Regions from separate parts of the Mus musculus genome. Here regions 2, 3 and 4 are each linked to region 1. The links are chromatin contacts, called in public Hi-C and promoter capture Hi-C maps. All regions are on one chromosome and are shown on one strand. The core of a region is the stretch at or near the end of the contact, and the rest is flanking DNA. Distances in the headings are between cores, read along the strand shown.

Region 1 (3,456 bases), core at 382-2,881:
AATGCTGGGATTAAAGGCGTGCAGCACCAATGCCTGGCCCAAGAATTTATTGAGTATCATTTTGATCTTTCTTTGCATTTCATCAGCCTGTTTGAATTTCAGGACTGGAAAATGAAAGAAAAAGCAATTAAAAAAAAAAACAGCTTTGTCTTCTTTTTCAAGACAAATTTTCATCTTAGTTATGGTTTTGCACTACCAGAAATCAGATTTGAGAATGACTTGAAGTCTGTCTTGATGTATTTGGGAAAATAAGTTACGAAGTTAATGACTTTTTTCTTCTTGCGAGTTTCCTCTGTGGCAATCTGGGAACCTTCAGCCAGAGAGAGGTTTCCCAATTTAAAAAAAAAAAAAATGTTTAACCTATCATATAACCAGAACTCATCACCTGCATCAAGTAATGAAATAGCTCAATCAGTAAGAAAGAAAAACAACACAGGCTAATATCTGGAACAGAAAACAAACAGGAAATATTTGAAAGGACCAAAATCGTACATACGGATTAACGGGGCATGAAATTAAATGCGGGTCAACACACCTGTTTAAGAAAGAGGAACCGGGGGCGTCTGAAAGTCTTACATTATTTGGTATTAACACTAAATCCTAAGCTGGCAGCGAGTGGAAAGTCAGCGAGCTCCTAGCTCAAGCAAAACTACACAGTATTTAAGCGACAGCACTTTAGCTCTGACTCAGTTTCTTGACTCATAAAAAGAATTCTGCAGAGGCGCGTAACTCTAAAGCACTCACTGCACAAACGTTTAGCATCTCTGCACGGCTTTTACTTCACAAATGGCAAAAGTCTCTGGTGTTTTGATAATGCAAACCTGCTGCGTCTGGAAGAAGAGATTCAAGTGAAGCTGGCTGGAGAGGTCAAGTGTGGAAGCAAAGGGATGGAAAGTGGTACACACCGAGGGACACATCCACACAGACCAATCAAGGAACAGAGGATGTCATCCGTCCCGCTGCAGCCTCAGCACCATACCCGCGGAGCAGCAGCAGCCGGCTGCCCGGCACATCGCACGCAGGCCGACTTGCCAAGGGGCGGCGTATTTTCTGTTTGTGATTACCAAGTGGGTGTAAGGCAGAGCTGGGATAAACACACTTTACGGCCCGTCTGCAACTGACCGCGGCACCCAGCGAAGCCGCTCTGGGGTAACCGGCGGCGGCCACCGTACATTCTCTCAGCCCAGCGTCGAGGGCTTCAGTCCTGGGCTCACTGCGGCCGTGGGCAGCACGGACCTGAAAGCCCGGAGGGCGCGCGGCGCGGCCCGGCCCGGCCCGGCCCTGACTGACTCCGCGTGGGCCGGTGTCGCGGACTCGGCCGCGGCCTGCCCCGGGCCCGCCCGCTTACCGCATTCTTTTTCTGCACCATTTTGTCCATCTTCTTGGCAATGCGAACCACCTCGTCCTCCATGGCTCCGGAAGGCCTCCCCTCGCCCGGCCACAGCGGACGGGAAGCGAGAGAAGCTGCGCGGACGTTGGACAAGCCGCGAAGCCGCTGGCCTAGGCCTTCCTCACAGACCCGGCCCGCGGCGGCAGGGATAAGCGCTCCGCCCCCTAGGCCGTGCCAGTCAAGCACCGCGCGCGCCACACAGGCACTACGAATCGATCGCAGGAGACTGGAAAGTAGAAGTGGCTCGCTCAGGCGTGCGCTGTTCTTTTAATCTATTCCCGCCCCCAGCAGTCTGGAACTTCCGGCCCTATCCGGACTCGCGTTGCTGGCGAGCTGGAGTTGGACGGAGTCCGGCTTTCACGCCAGAGGGATCAGGCAGTAGGCGGTAGGTTGCTACGAGTTCCATCGAAACCCCTCCGGCAGAGCGTTCTCTGGGACGCAGGACAGGCATTGCCGAGGGCTTAAAGCGCATGAGCACTGAGGCTCACTCTTGGACTCAGATATTCAAACCATCTAGCCTGCTGATGAAAACCGACTAAAAAGACGACGGCCTTGAGAATTGTGACTTAAAAAAAGCCACGGTAAAAAAATGACATGTATAGTGTCTGGGATTGTTTTTACTTTGTTCCATGTGTTGAAAGTTAATAAATCAGGAGCCAATGAACATTACAGACTTTTAAGACTCAAAATATCTTCTTTCCAATGAAAAAAGTTAACTAAAACACATGTCGTGTCAAATTAAACATTTGTCACCAAGCATGATAGAAGGCCGTGGCATATAACTAATGTGCATTTTCACACTTTAAACTTAAGATCAAATAAAGTATAGCTCCCCAGGGTAACAGTGAATTCCACTTTGACTAATCAGTTTCTATTGAAAGTAAATGGTTCAGTACCATTTTTCACCCATAACTCATGCTTTTCATTTATTTTCTTTGTCCTTTTCCTTCAATTTCCTTGTGAGGTAATAAAGAGGAGACAATCACCAGGCAGTGGTGCCCCACGCCTTTGATCTCAGCACTTGGGAGGCAGAGGCAGGCGGATTTCTGAGTTCGAGGCCAGTCTGGTCTACAAAGTGAGTTCCAGGACAGCCAGAGCTACACAGAGAAACCCTGTCTCGAAAAACCGGAAAAAAAAAAAAAAAAAAAAAAAAAAGAGGGGACAACATTTTCTCATTTGCAGATGAGAAAGTGGGTCTGTGTCCAGTTAAACCATTTACTACCAATTCACACTATGCATAACAGCATTTCAAAGTTAATTACCATTAACCAAAATTTACCACTTAAGATTCTCTCTATACTAAGATAAAGCCCTTTATGGTTCAAGATATCTATCTGGTCTCCACTGCCTTGAGACAGGGTCTCTCCCTGAATTAGAAGTTTGAAGTCAGCTAGGCTGACTGGCCAGCAAATTCCCCAATCGGCCTCTCTTAGACTCCCAAGCATTGTGGTTGCAGGAATGCACATCTATGCCCAGCTTTTTTCTGCAGGTGCTGGGAATTCCATCTCAGAACCCCAGGCACTCATGCTTGGAAAACAAGTACTCCTGTCCACTTAGCCATCTCCCCAGCCTCAAGTTAAGTTTTAAGTGTTGTAAGAGAAACAAAGTTTACCATTTTAGCTTTTTGTTTTTAGACAGGGTCTTTTGTAGCCTATGCTTGCCTTAGTTATCTATGAAGCCCAAGTTATCCATAAAATCCTGCTAGGATTGCAGGCGAGCACCACCATATCCAGTTTAACTGATTTCAAGTACGAGGTGTTTACAGAACCACACGTGCTGTACATTATGACCCCTGACAGTTTCCAAGCTTTCCATCATTTATCATCAGGAACATAGAGCGGAAGAGCTGTTATTACTCTGAGCTCAGTTGTGCCTGCTTGGGAAGTTCATCATAGAGCTTGTTGACTGTTGAAGTTCATAGAGGTAGGCCTGGAGGATCACTAGACCTCACCCACATATCCAGCCATCCCTTCCAACTAGTTGTTTGCAGTTCTGCCCTAATTGGGGATGGCCTCAGGTTTCAGAGGAAGGGCTAGTCTGTAGGCTGGAAACGATTAGGAACAGGG
Region 2 (3,456 bases), core at 578-3,077, 4.9 Mb before region 1:
CGGTCTCTCTGAAGACAATTATTAGATGTTAGGTTGAATTTAATTCACGAGTAGCACTCATGTCTGCGGTATCTACAGAAGCTGTACTGGGGCGGGAGAGCCCCTTTGCTTCGTACAGTCCTATTAATCAGGCTTACCAACTCATTTAGTTACCTCCCAGGAAATGGAAATTTATGAGAAGGAAAAGAACCAACAGAGGCAGTGAGTATGATAAAAAAAAATCTTGATATTACATTTATAATCACCACAGTTGTTATTATTTATTGACCATTCTCAGTCTTTACCATCTAGGCACCAGGCCCAAAACACTCATTTAAAAAGATCATTTTATTTTGGGGGAAAATCCTCTCTCTATATATAAGCCGCAAGACACAAAATGGACACCTTACAGGATTCATCAACCAATTCAGTGCCAGCAACAACCAACCGCAAAAAAAAAAATTACCAAACTGTTAATGGTAATGTCTACAAACAAAAAGGGTTCTGTTTCACAGTTCAAGTTTAATCTGATGCTCCCATCTGAGCCACGTCATATAAATTGTCAAACATATTGAAAACAAAGCTCCCTATAAAAACAAAACTAGGTTCAGTCCAGTGGCAGTGTAAAGAAAGGGAACTTCTGATGTCTGAGTTGTCAGACTTGGAATCAGAGAGTCCACCTTTCTGAAGTTACATGGGATCTGGCCTGAGACCTGCCAGCAACAGGTCCCATCTCTCCACGCCTGAATCCTACGGGGAATGAAGGGTAAGAACTTGCCTTAAGGGAGTGGTAGCCTAAGGGGGCAGAAGGCACACCCATTCCTAAAATATGTCTGAAACTTCCTCTAATGTTTCCAGCTCTTTCTATAACATTGGGGAACTAGAGTATGCATGGCCTCTTCGTGGCTACAACCACAAATAACTTATCATTTTGAGTTAAGAATTTGAGGTAATATTTATAAAGCACTTAGGAAACAGAGCAGTTCATAGTATGAGCTGTGTTTGCTAAATAAAGCAGGCACTTTCCAGGCCTGTTAGGTAAACAATCTAGTGAGAAGGGCAAGACTCTACCCAAGAGGCGTTTTTGGGGTTTTGTTGTTTTGTTTTCCTCTCTCTTTCTCTCTCTCTCTCTCTCTCTCTCTCCCCCTCTCTCTCTCTCTCTTTCTTCTTCTGTGTTTATTCTCGAATCCTAAGTGCATCCAGCATAGTCTCTGCCTGCAGAACTGCAGTTCAACCAGGCATTCGGTGCAACATTAAGTCAAAGACCTTTGTTTCAAGAGGCGAATCCCTTCTCTTTTCTACCGGTCCAAAGAACCATCCCTAAGCGCGCCCTAGAACCGAAAACCTCAGCGCGCTTTAAGGCGGCATTCGTCGGTGCTTGAACCGTGAGAATCGACCGAGCGAAAACAGACCGAAGGGTTCGAGTCTGAGAACTTGAAAAAGAGTGGCGACGCGATCTAGCCCTGCCGACCACTTCACACCGTCGCCCCGGCGGGTCCGCGCAGAACCCCATCCCGCGTCAGGTGGGCTCCCGGGTCCTCGCCACCCGCTGCCCCGCTCGGGGGGCCGGGCGAGCCGCCCGCGCTCCCCCGCGCGAGGGAGCCCCACGCCACGGCGCTGAGCTCTCCCGGAGCACACAAAGACCGCGCCGGGCCGCGGCGGGACCCCGGCGCCCGAGAGAGCCCGGCCGGGACCCCGGCACGCAGACCGGCGCACCCGCCCCGCACCTACCCGGCTGTGCGGCGTCCGGGCGCCCGGGCGCGGAGCCCAGAGCGCTGGCAGTTTCTTCTTCCCGGCGGCGCGGCCGGGCGCCGGCGTTTCCTCCCTGACGCGTCACGGCGGCTCCTCCCGCGAAGCGCCGGGCGGCGGGCGGGCGGGCGGGCGGCGCGAGGGGACGGCGGGGTCGGCCGGGACCCGCGCGGATGGCGGGACCGCTCGGCTACCCGCGCTCGCCCGTCACGCGGGGTGCAAAGTTCAGGAGGAGACGCCGCCGGACTCCTGCGCTCAGCTGACGGGATGCGCGAGGTCCGCGGCGAGGGTGACCTTGGCCCACTCGGGAGCCCGGGCGGCAGAGCGGACCCGGGCGGTGGCAGAGGGCTGGGGGCTGCGGCTTCCTGCAAGCTGGACGCTGCAGAAGCCAAATAAGTATTCGGACGATCTGGAGAGCCCACTGTGCTTCCTTTAGCTTTTTCTGGGCAGTTTTCTACACTTTTTCCCACGTCAGCAGATTGATTTTTTTTTTTTTTTTTGACCAGTGTTTATGGATGAGCGAGGGCTCTCACAAATTGGCAGATAGATGCTATGTACAGATAATATGCGTTTCTCTTGATCATTTTAGATCTATGGATTATTTTTGTTTGTTATTTTTAAACTACCCAACACACTCTACTGCTGGTGCTTGTCCATTTAACTACAGAAGCTGCGTTTTTAAAAACCCGTTCTGTGAATGGGGAACTAAGAATTACACGATTCAATGGTTGTGGAGTAGAGTTAAAATTTTGAACTAGAGAGCCACACCACCACTGTAGTTTAGGTTTTATCTGATACCACGTGAAAGTAGACCCACACAACTGTTTAAAGGATTTCTGTCTGCATGGCATGCTTCATATTTTACATTAATCTACCCTTTGAATCATATGGTTCCAGAAAATTTGCCACAAATCTATGAACAAATAGAGGAACTGAGATGAATGAGTGAGTTCCGTAAATTCAAAGAACTCTTTATATTTTAGAACGATACTCAGAAGATTTAGCCTCATGAATAAATGTAAGAAAAGTTATTTGTACTATCCATGCTGCAATATGGCCTTGTCCTTAAAATAGGTTGTGAACCCAAATTCTTTTATACTGTGAAACCTATTATTCTCACAGGACTTTCTTAACAGCGATTCTCCATGGCTTTGGGAAATGGACAAGAAAATACAGTTCATAGAGCCCAACATATTGCAGCAGTCATTTATATGTTCCACTATGATCTGCTTACAAAGCAATACACACAATAAAGCACACATCTTCTCTGTGACAAAAAAACAAGTGATCAGTGTATCTGCTAATTAAAGCCATATTCATAATACTGAAGAAATGCTCTTGGACAAAAGGAAATTTTATGTCAATAAACACTAAGGGAATGACATCATTCTCGATTAAAAGATAAATACCTAACTATCACCACATTTTGACGTTAGGGAAAAAAAAAAAAACAGATGGAAACCATTTTAGTGTTTCCAGGATAAATTTGTCTTACCACTATAAAGAACGTGGGGCGGGGGAGGGGGGAAGAGAGATCGAGAGCCCACCAACATTTATGGACAAGAAATGAGGATGATCTTCATTTGATTAAGAGGAAGTTAGGTATGGGCTTGTGAGTGAGTGTGTGTGTGTGTGTGTGTGTGTGTGTGTGTGTGTGTGTACATGCACACACATGTAAGCATGCATACAGGGTGGAGATCAGAAGTAGTTTTCTTCCCCAGACGTTGT
Region 3 (3,456 bases), core at 688-3,187, 4.9 Mb before region 1:
CAGTTAGTAGAATGCCTGCCTATCATGCATGAAGCTCCAAGTTCAGCCCTTAACACTGCATAACCTAGGTGTAGTGGTATGTACCTCTGACCCTGGCATTTGGGAGGTGGAGGCAGAAGACAGAAAGTTCAAGGTCAATTCTCTACTATAGGGAGTTTGAGGTCTGCCTGGGCTAAAAAAGTAAAACTGTATACTATATATGCATAGAAAAACCTTAATAATTGTGATCTCTAACTGCTAACAGACAACGTTAACTTTCTTTTAAACTTATTTTTTAAACATTTGATGACAAGCAATTTCCTTAACACTTAAAAAAGAAGACAGGTTGGTGGCAAACATCTTTAGTCCCATCACTCAGGAGATAGAGGCAGGTGGATCTCTGTGGATTTGAGGCCACCCTCGTCTATTTAGTGAATTCTACACAAACAAACAAACAAATAAACAAATAAACAGACAGACAGACAGACATACAAAAAGACAAATATAATAACAGGATGTTTTCTTTAAAAGTGTTCTTACAAGTTGGCGATCAGTAATTCTCAAACTGTGACCTTTCATCATTAACCTACCAGCTTATAACTACGAATAAGATAGAAGCTCAGTTACGGCACTTGCTAGCTAAGTGGTAATTTTAAAAAAATGACATCGTATTTGAAAAATTAATATACTTAAAAAAAAAAGTAGCCTCATAGAAAACTCCTTCCATGTTCTTAGGACCTTTAACCCGGACTTCCTAGCAGTGGTGGTGGACTTTAGACCCTCTTCCACACCAATCCTTTGCACTTTTGTTTTCCCCAAGCACACTCCTTTCTGCGCAAGGGGAAAGTGCAGGGGGACACTACCCACAGCAGCCTAGGAATGTGATTTCTCTGACTCTTTCTCGTGGGCCATAGAATGGGGGACAAACTACAAAAGAGATCCAGTTAAAAATACAACTACCGACAAGCTCCGCGAATCATCGACTTCCTTTCTGCCCCCACCTTCCGAGTGCCTTCCTCTTCCTCCTCCCCGCGTGCGTCGAGTCGCTTTGCATCACGGTATTTGAAGTTCTTTCTGGACGGAAGCGCCTAGCACTCCTTCGCGAGAGAGGAGCCGGAAGACTCTGGTTCCCAGAGGGCAGAGCAGAAGCTACGCCTGCGCAGTCTCAGTGAGGGCGTGTATGTCTGTGTCTGAGGGAGAGAGCGAGAGTGAGTGAGTGTGAGTGCGGGGTGGGGTGGTGGCCGTTACGTTCGGGGCAACGGCTAAGGCAGTGGAGAAGTGAGAAGAGAAACAACGTCCGGCGCTTCCGCCTTCGCCTAGGAGGAGGAGGAACTGGTAGGAAAAGGAAAGCCATTCGCCCTGGGCCTGGACTAGACCTCGTCGGGCCGGCGGAGGTCTGGCTATGTGCCTTTGAGGGTCGCTTGGGACGCCGAGCGAGAGCCGAGAGCGATGTCTCAGCCGCCGCCGCCTCCTCCGCTGCCGCCGCCGCCGCCTCCCCCTGAGGCTCCGCAGACTTCGTCGTCTCTGGCGGCGGCGGCTTCTCCGGGGGGCCTTTCGAAACGAAGGGACCGAAGAATCCTTTCCGGGAGTTGCCCGGATCCCAAGTGCCAGGCGCGCCTCTTCTTCCCGGCCTCGGGTTCTGTCAGCATCGAGTGTACCGAGTGCGGACAGCGGCACGAGCAGCAACAGCTGCTGGGAGTGGAGGAGGTGACCGACCCGGACGTAGTGCTGCACAATCTGCTGCGGAACGCGCTACTCGGAGTGACGGGGGCTCCCAAGAAGAACACGGAACTGGTAAAGGTGATGGGCCTCTCCAACTACCACTGCAAATTATTGTCGCCAATATTGGCACGCTATGGAATGGACAAACAAACGGGCCGGGCCAAGCTTCTCCGGGACATGAACCAAGGCGAACTGTTCGATTGCGCGTTACTTGGTGACCGGGCCTTCCTCATCGAACCAGAGCACGTCAACACAGTGGGCTATGGCAAGGACCGCTCCGGAAGCCTCCTGTATTTGCACGACACGCTCGAGGATATCAAACGGGCTAATAAAAGTCAAGAATGCCTCATCCCAGTGCATGTGGATGGGGATGGACACTGCCTAGTGCATGCTGTGTCTAGGGCTCTAGTAGGCCGAGAGCTCTTCTGGCATGCTCTGAGGGAGAATCTTAAGCAGCACTTTCAGCAGCACCTAGCCCGATATCAAGCCCTGTTTCATGACTTTATTGATGCTGCCGAGTGGGAGGACATTATCAATGAATGTGACCCTCTGTTTGTGCCACCTGAAGGTGTCCCCTTAGGCCTGAGGAATATCCACATATTCGGCCTTGCCAATGTGTTACATCGTCCCATAATTCTTTTAGATTCCCTCAGCGGCATGAGAAGCTCTGGTGATTATTCAGCCACCTTTCTACCTGGCCTCATACCTGCAGAGAAATGCACTGGGAGAGATGGTCATTTGAACAAGCCAATCTGTATTGCGTGGAGTAGCTCTGGTAGAAACCATTATATTCCCTTGGTAGGCATAAAGGGGGCTGCCCTGCCCAAACTACCCATGAATTTGTTACCTAAAGCATGGGGTGTGCCTCAGGACCTTATTAAAAAGTACATCAAGCTTGAGGAGGATGGTGGCTGTGTTATTGGAGGAGACAGAAGTTTGCAGGATAAGTACTTACTTAGGCTGGTTGCTGCTATGGAAGAAGTCTTTATGGACAAACATGGTATCCATCCTAGTTTGGTTGCTGATGTACATCAGTATTTCTACAGAAGGACTGGGGTGATAGGAGTTCAGCCTGAGGAAGTTACAGCAGCTGCTAAAAAGGCAGTAATGGACAATCGCCTTCACAAGTGTTTGCTTTGTGGTGCCCTTTCTGAACTTCATGTCCCTTCTGAGTGGTTGGCTCCAGGAGGGAAACTGTATAACTTGGCAAAAAGTACTCATGGGCAGTTGAGGCCTGACAAAAATTACAGCTTTCCCTTAAACAATTTGGTTTGTTCATATGATCCAGTAAAAGATGTTCTGCTACCAGACTATGGATTGAGTAATCTAACAGCTTGTAATTGGTGCCATGGCTCATCTGTGCGAAGAGTCAGAGGAGATGGCTCTATTGTGTATTTGGATGGAGACAGAACTAATTCTAGGTCTACTGGTGGCAAATGTGGTTGTGGATTCAAACATTTTTGGGAAGGTAAAGAGTATGACAATCTTCCAGAAGCTTTTCCTATCACTTTGGAGTGGGGAGGAAGAGTAGTCAGAGAAACAGTATATTGGTTTCAGTATGAAAGCGATCCATCTTTGAATAGTAATGTTTATGATGTTGCAATGAAACTTGTTACCAAGCACTTTCCAGGTGAATTTGGGAGTGAGATCCTAGTTCAGAAAGTTGTCCACACTATATTGCATCAGACTGCAAAAAAAAATCCGGACGATTACACTCCTGTAAATATAGATGGTGCTCATGCTCAGAGAGTTGGA
Region 4 (3,456 bases), core at 536-3,035, 4.7 Mb before region 1:
ACCTGAACCAACACCAAAAAGCACTATACTTTTAATATTATAGTTAGGGCCAAAGTTTTCCTAAAACAAGGGGTCTTTTTTAGAACCACTGTAACTACTTTGTTTTTCTCAAGCACACTCCATATTGGTGCCCAGGTTACTGGCTTCACATGCAACCTCTACCGACAGTAAAAGTTAAAAGCAACACCAGGTACCTGCATCCATTTACAATACTTGCAAATCACAGGTAGATATAATTTTCCCCCGCCCTCCCCGCTTTGATAAATACACAAGCTTTGTTATAAAAATAATGCAAAAATGTTGAAACCAATCTACTGTAACGCAGTATCCAAAGTCAAGATAAAAAGGCAGGCCTTAACTTATTCCTGGTTCTGGCTATATCATTTCTATAATTCTCAAAATACACCAATTTCCAGTCAGTGTCTCTATTAACTCGTCCAGCACTGACTCGAGGGAAGGCAAACCCGTCCTTTTAATGTCAAATGTCACTGAGGGCAGCGGCCACCTATACCGCCCAAGTTAACTTTTAGTACAGTCCCAGCTTTTCAGAACTGGTCCCGAGGGGAGAACGCTACTTCCTCCTCTTCCCACCTTGGGGCGGCACTCCTTTCTTCTTGCCAGCTAAAGCAGAAGGCCAGGAATGCTTTTTGCTTCCCAAGCCTCCTTTCCTCTTTTCTCCCTGACCCGGCGGGCCGCCCTTTCTCTTGCCCGAAGGTCCTTGCCGGCCCCCTTTCCTCTTGCCTTTCTGGCTCATTTTCCTCCTCTTGGCAGCCTCCTCCTGGTCCTCTTCCCTCATCTGCTTGTTGGTGGCCCTCGTCACGTCCAGCCGAGGTTTCTTGCTGTTCATGACTCGAAGTAGCTCCAACTGGTTCTTTTTCTCGGCTGCGAAGTCCCCAAAGAGGGGCTGAAACTTCCTCTTCTTGCCGGAGCCCCGGGGAGCTTTCTCCTTGGGAAGGCGCTCCTGGAAGCGTCCCACCGAAGCGGTGGAAACCTTGGCCACTTGCATGGCGCGGCCCAGCTCTTCCTTACTCTGGTGTCCAGTAGGGTGCAGGCCGGCTGAGCTGGGCATCTGCATCTTGTGCGCGCGAGCCAGGTTCCGCAGACGGTTCAGCTCATTCTTGGCCACGCGTTCTTTCTTGGCCTGAGTCCTCTTGGCGAACTGGTCTTCCATGGGGTCGGCGCTCCCAGGCACCTCGATCAGCCATTCTTTAGTGTCATCCCGGGCGCGCTTGTAGCCCCAACGGCGCCGCCACTGGCCACTCGCCTCGTCCCACACGAGGTTGGTCTTCTTCTTGGGACGGATTCCCTTAAGGCGCGCGAACTGCTGCCAGCGGGTGAGCGGCCGTGGTCGGGGCAGCGGCTTCTCGCGGGGCAGGCGAGTGGCGGGCTCCGGCAAGCGCGCGACCACCGCCTCCTCCACGCGCTCGGTCGGCAGCCGCCACAGCTGGTTGATGAGCAGCTGCGTGTTGTCCCGCGCCAGGGCCCGCAGCTCGGCCTCCGGCGACGGCCCGGCCTGGCGCAGCACGGTCGGGGGGTTGCGGTCCGAAGCCAGCAGGTTGCCCAGGTCGAACTCCAGCTCCAGCTCCTTGTGCACCGTGATGCGCTGCAGCTTCTCCGCCTCCTCCTGCTCTGCCTTGGCCAGCAGCTCCTCCACGCGCTGGCCCTCCATGGCTCTCGCTGCGGCTCGGATCCCTCACTTCGGGACAGCGGCGGGACGTATCGCCACTACAGCAGCACCCTAAACCGGCAACCACGTGCGGACGTCCGGACCCGTAATCCGGAAGAGGAAAGATCACTTCCGGGTTGTCTGGAAGCGGCTCACAGCTAGGCGGGGAGGTAAAGACCGGCAGAGGGCGGCATTGGACAGCAGATGGGCTTAGAGGCGGGACTTGGATTCGTCACCGGATGTTGGCCCGACTGGCGCTGAGGGTTGGCTAACCAGCTCAGGACCTGGTTGGGACTACGTTTCCCAGCATGCTGTGGGGCAGAGGTAGTGCAGTAGGACGCGGGCTGCTCAAACTCTTGGAAGTGCCTGCATTGTAGCTTCCGAATGGAGCGTCTACACCACAGTGTCTATGGGTAAATCTATTACAGAGGTGTTTGGGGCGAGACAAATTATTTCCCCAGAGTTATAGCCCGTTCTCTGTGCCCTAGGTGTGAGCGGAGACAGATCCCACGGATACCTGTCCAAGTTAGGCATTGTTTTGCGACTTAGTAGGGCTTGCAGTTTGTCTGTACGTGGCCTGGGCACCAATTCTGGCCATGCCATTGTTTGTTCCTGTGATATTTGTGTAGGCCTGAAAAATCGTGGAAGATGGAGACTCTGGTAGTATCCAGGAGTGTTTTAAAGGTAAATGTGTTAATAAGCTTGGAGGAAGGCTAAGATCCAGTGAAAACCAAATAGTTTTTATTCAGTAGTCATGGTGGCCTAGGGAGTTAAAAATCTCAGTTTACTATTTACTGCCATCTATTTTTATAGGTTTTTACCTCAGTCCGGTGTTAGAATGGGCACATGTTCATCTAATGTCATCCAAAAAAGTGTTTTGTTTGTTTGTTTGTTTGGTTGGTTTTTTTGTCTTGTCACATAAGTAGACTTTTACTGATTTATTTATTTTTTAGTTTAGATCACATGAACCGGAGGCCGAGCTTGAACTCCCTGTACATCGAAAGAGAACTTGACTTCTTTTTTGTTTGTTTGTTTTTTGTTATTTTTTGAGACAGGGTTTCTCTGTATAGCCCTGGCTGTCCTGGAACTCACTCTGTAGACCAGGCTGGCTTCGAACTCAGAAATCTGCTTTCCTCTGCCTCCCAAGTGCTGGGATTAAAGGTGTGCACCACCACTGAGAACTTCTTGATTCTCCTACCTCTCTCTCAAGCATTAGTGTTTCAGGCATGCAATATCCAGTGTCCAGTTCCATTTTTTAAACTAAGTTTTTGGTTAGAATGCAAAGTAATTATTTTCAATATGGTGCTTTCATACAGGTATCATTGTTATCTCCATCCTTCACTGCCTTCCCCGTCCCCCATAAATAGACATTTAAAAAATGCAGACTAAACTGGGTATGGTGTATAATCCCAGCACTCTAGAGAAAGAGGCAGGAGGGCCAGGTGTTCAAGGCTAGCCTTAGTTGCATATGGAGTCATCCAAATCATTTTTGTTTTTAATGTGGTTTAAGTTTGCTATATAGCTAAGAATGGTCTTGGAATTAATTCCCTTGCCTCTGCCTCCCAAATTCTGGCATTACAGGCAGGAGCCACTATAATTCTTTGTTTTCCTCTTGGTGCTAGACCAGATGTCAAAATCTACACAGCACAAAGCTTCCTCCAAAGTTGCTCCTCCTTCCACCATCCTCTCATCCTCTTCCTCATTGTCTTTGCTGCCCAAGGAACCCTGCCATTGGGAATACTGTAGAGACAATAGTCCCAGGAGATGTGGTCATCATTCAAGTCTAGTAA

The links. Promoter capture Hi-C pulls out the DNA fragments that hold promoters and counts their contacts. Hi-C and Micro-C count contacts between places; a contact is called where the count stands out from the background.
Region 2: a promoter capture Hi-C map of pre-B cells shows a contact between it and region 1. The contact joins the promoter of Sgk3 here to the promoter of Tcea1 in region 1. A contact is called at or near these places in 2 of 39 promoter capture datasets (cranial neural crest and pre-B cells).
Region 3: a contact with region 1 is called in a Hi-C map of B cells, with 6 read pairs. The contact joins the promoter of 1700034P13Rik here to the promoter of Tcea1 in region 1. A contact is called at or near these places in 2 of 39 promoter capture datasets (cranial neural crest and pre-B cells) and 2 of 484 Hi-C or Micro-C datasets (B cells and CD4 T cells).
Region 4: a contact with region 1 is called in a promoter capture Hi-C map of pre-B cells. The contact joins the promoter of Rrs1 here to the promoter of Tcea1 in region 1. A contact is called at or near these places in 1 of 39 promoter capture datasets (pre-B cells), 1 of 484 Hi-C or Micro-C datasets (uterus) and 1 of 9 other capture datasets (pancreatic islet).

The regions. Positions count from the first base shown.
Region 1 is chr1:4,855,869-4,859,324 of GRCm38.p6, reverse strand. It overlaps Tcea1 (transcription elongation factor A (SII) 1), which reads right to left and starts at 1,631. Exons shown (of 10, transcript NM_011541.4): 1 at 1,349-1,631. The coding sequence starts at 1,411.
Region 2 is chr1:9,796,501-9,799,956 of GRCm38.p6, reverse strand. It overlaps Sgk3 (serum/glucocorticoid regulated kinase 3), which reads right to left and starts at 1,827. Exons shown (of 18, transcript NM_133220.2): 1 at 1,711-1,827.
Region 3 is chr1:9,746,129-9,749,584 of GRCm38.p6, reverse strand. It overlaps 1700034P13Rik (RIKEN cDNA 1700034P13 gene), which reads right to left and starts at 1,937. Exons shown (of 4, transcript NR_040462.1): 1 at 981-1,937. It overlaps Vcpip1 (valosin containing protein (p97)/p47 complex interacting protein 1), which reads left to right and starts at 1,203. Exons shown (of 3, transcript NM_173443.3): 1 at 1,203-3,456. The coding sequence starts at 1,429.
Region 4 is chr1:9,543,737-9,547,192 of GRCm38.p6, reverse strand. Rrs1 (ribosome biogenesis regulator 1) reads right to left here and starts at 1,785. Exons shown (of 1, transcript NM_021511.2): 1 at 1-1,785. The coding sequence starts at 1,669. The coding sequence ends at 572.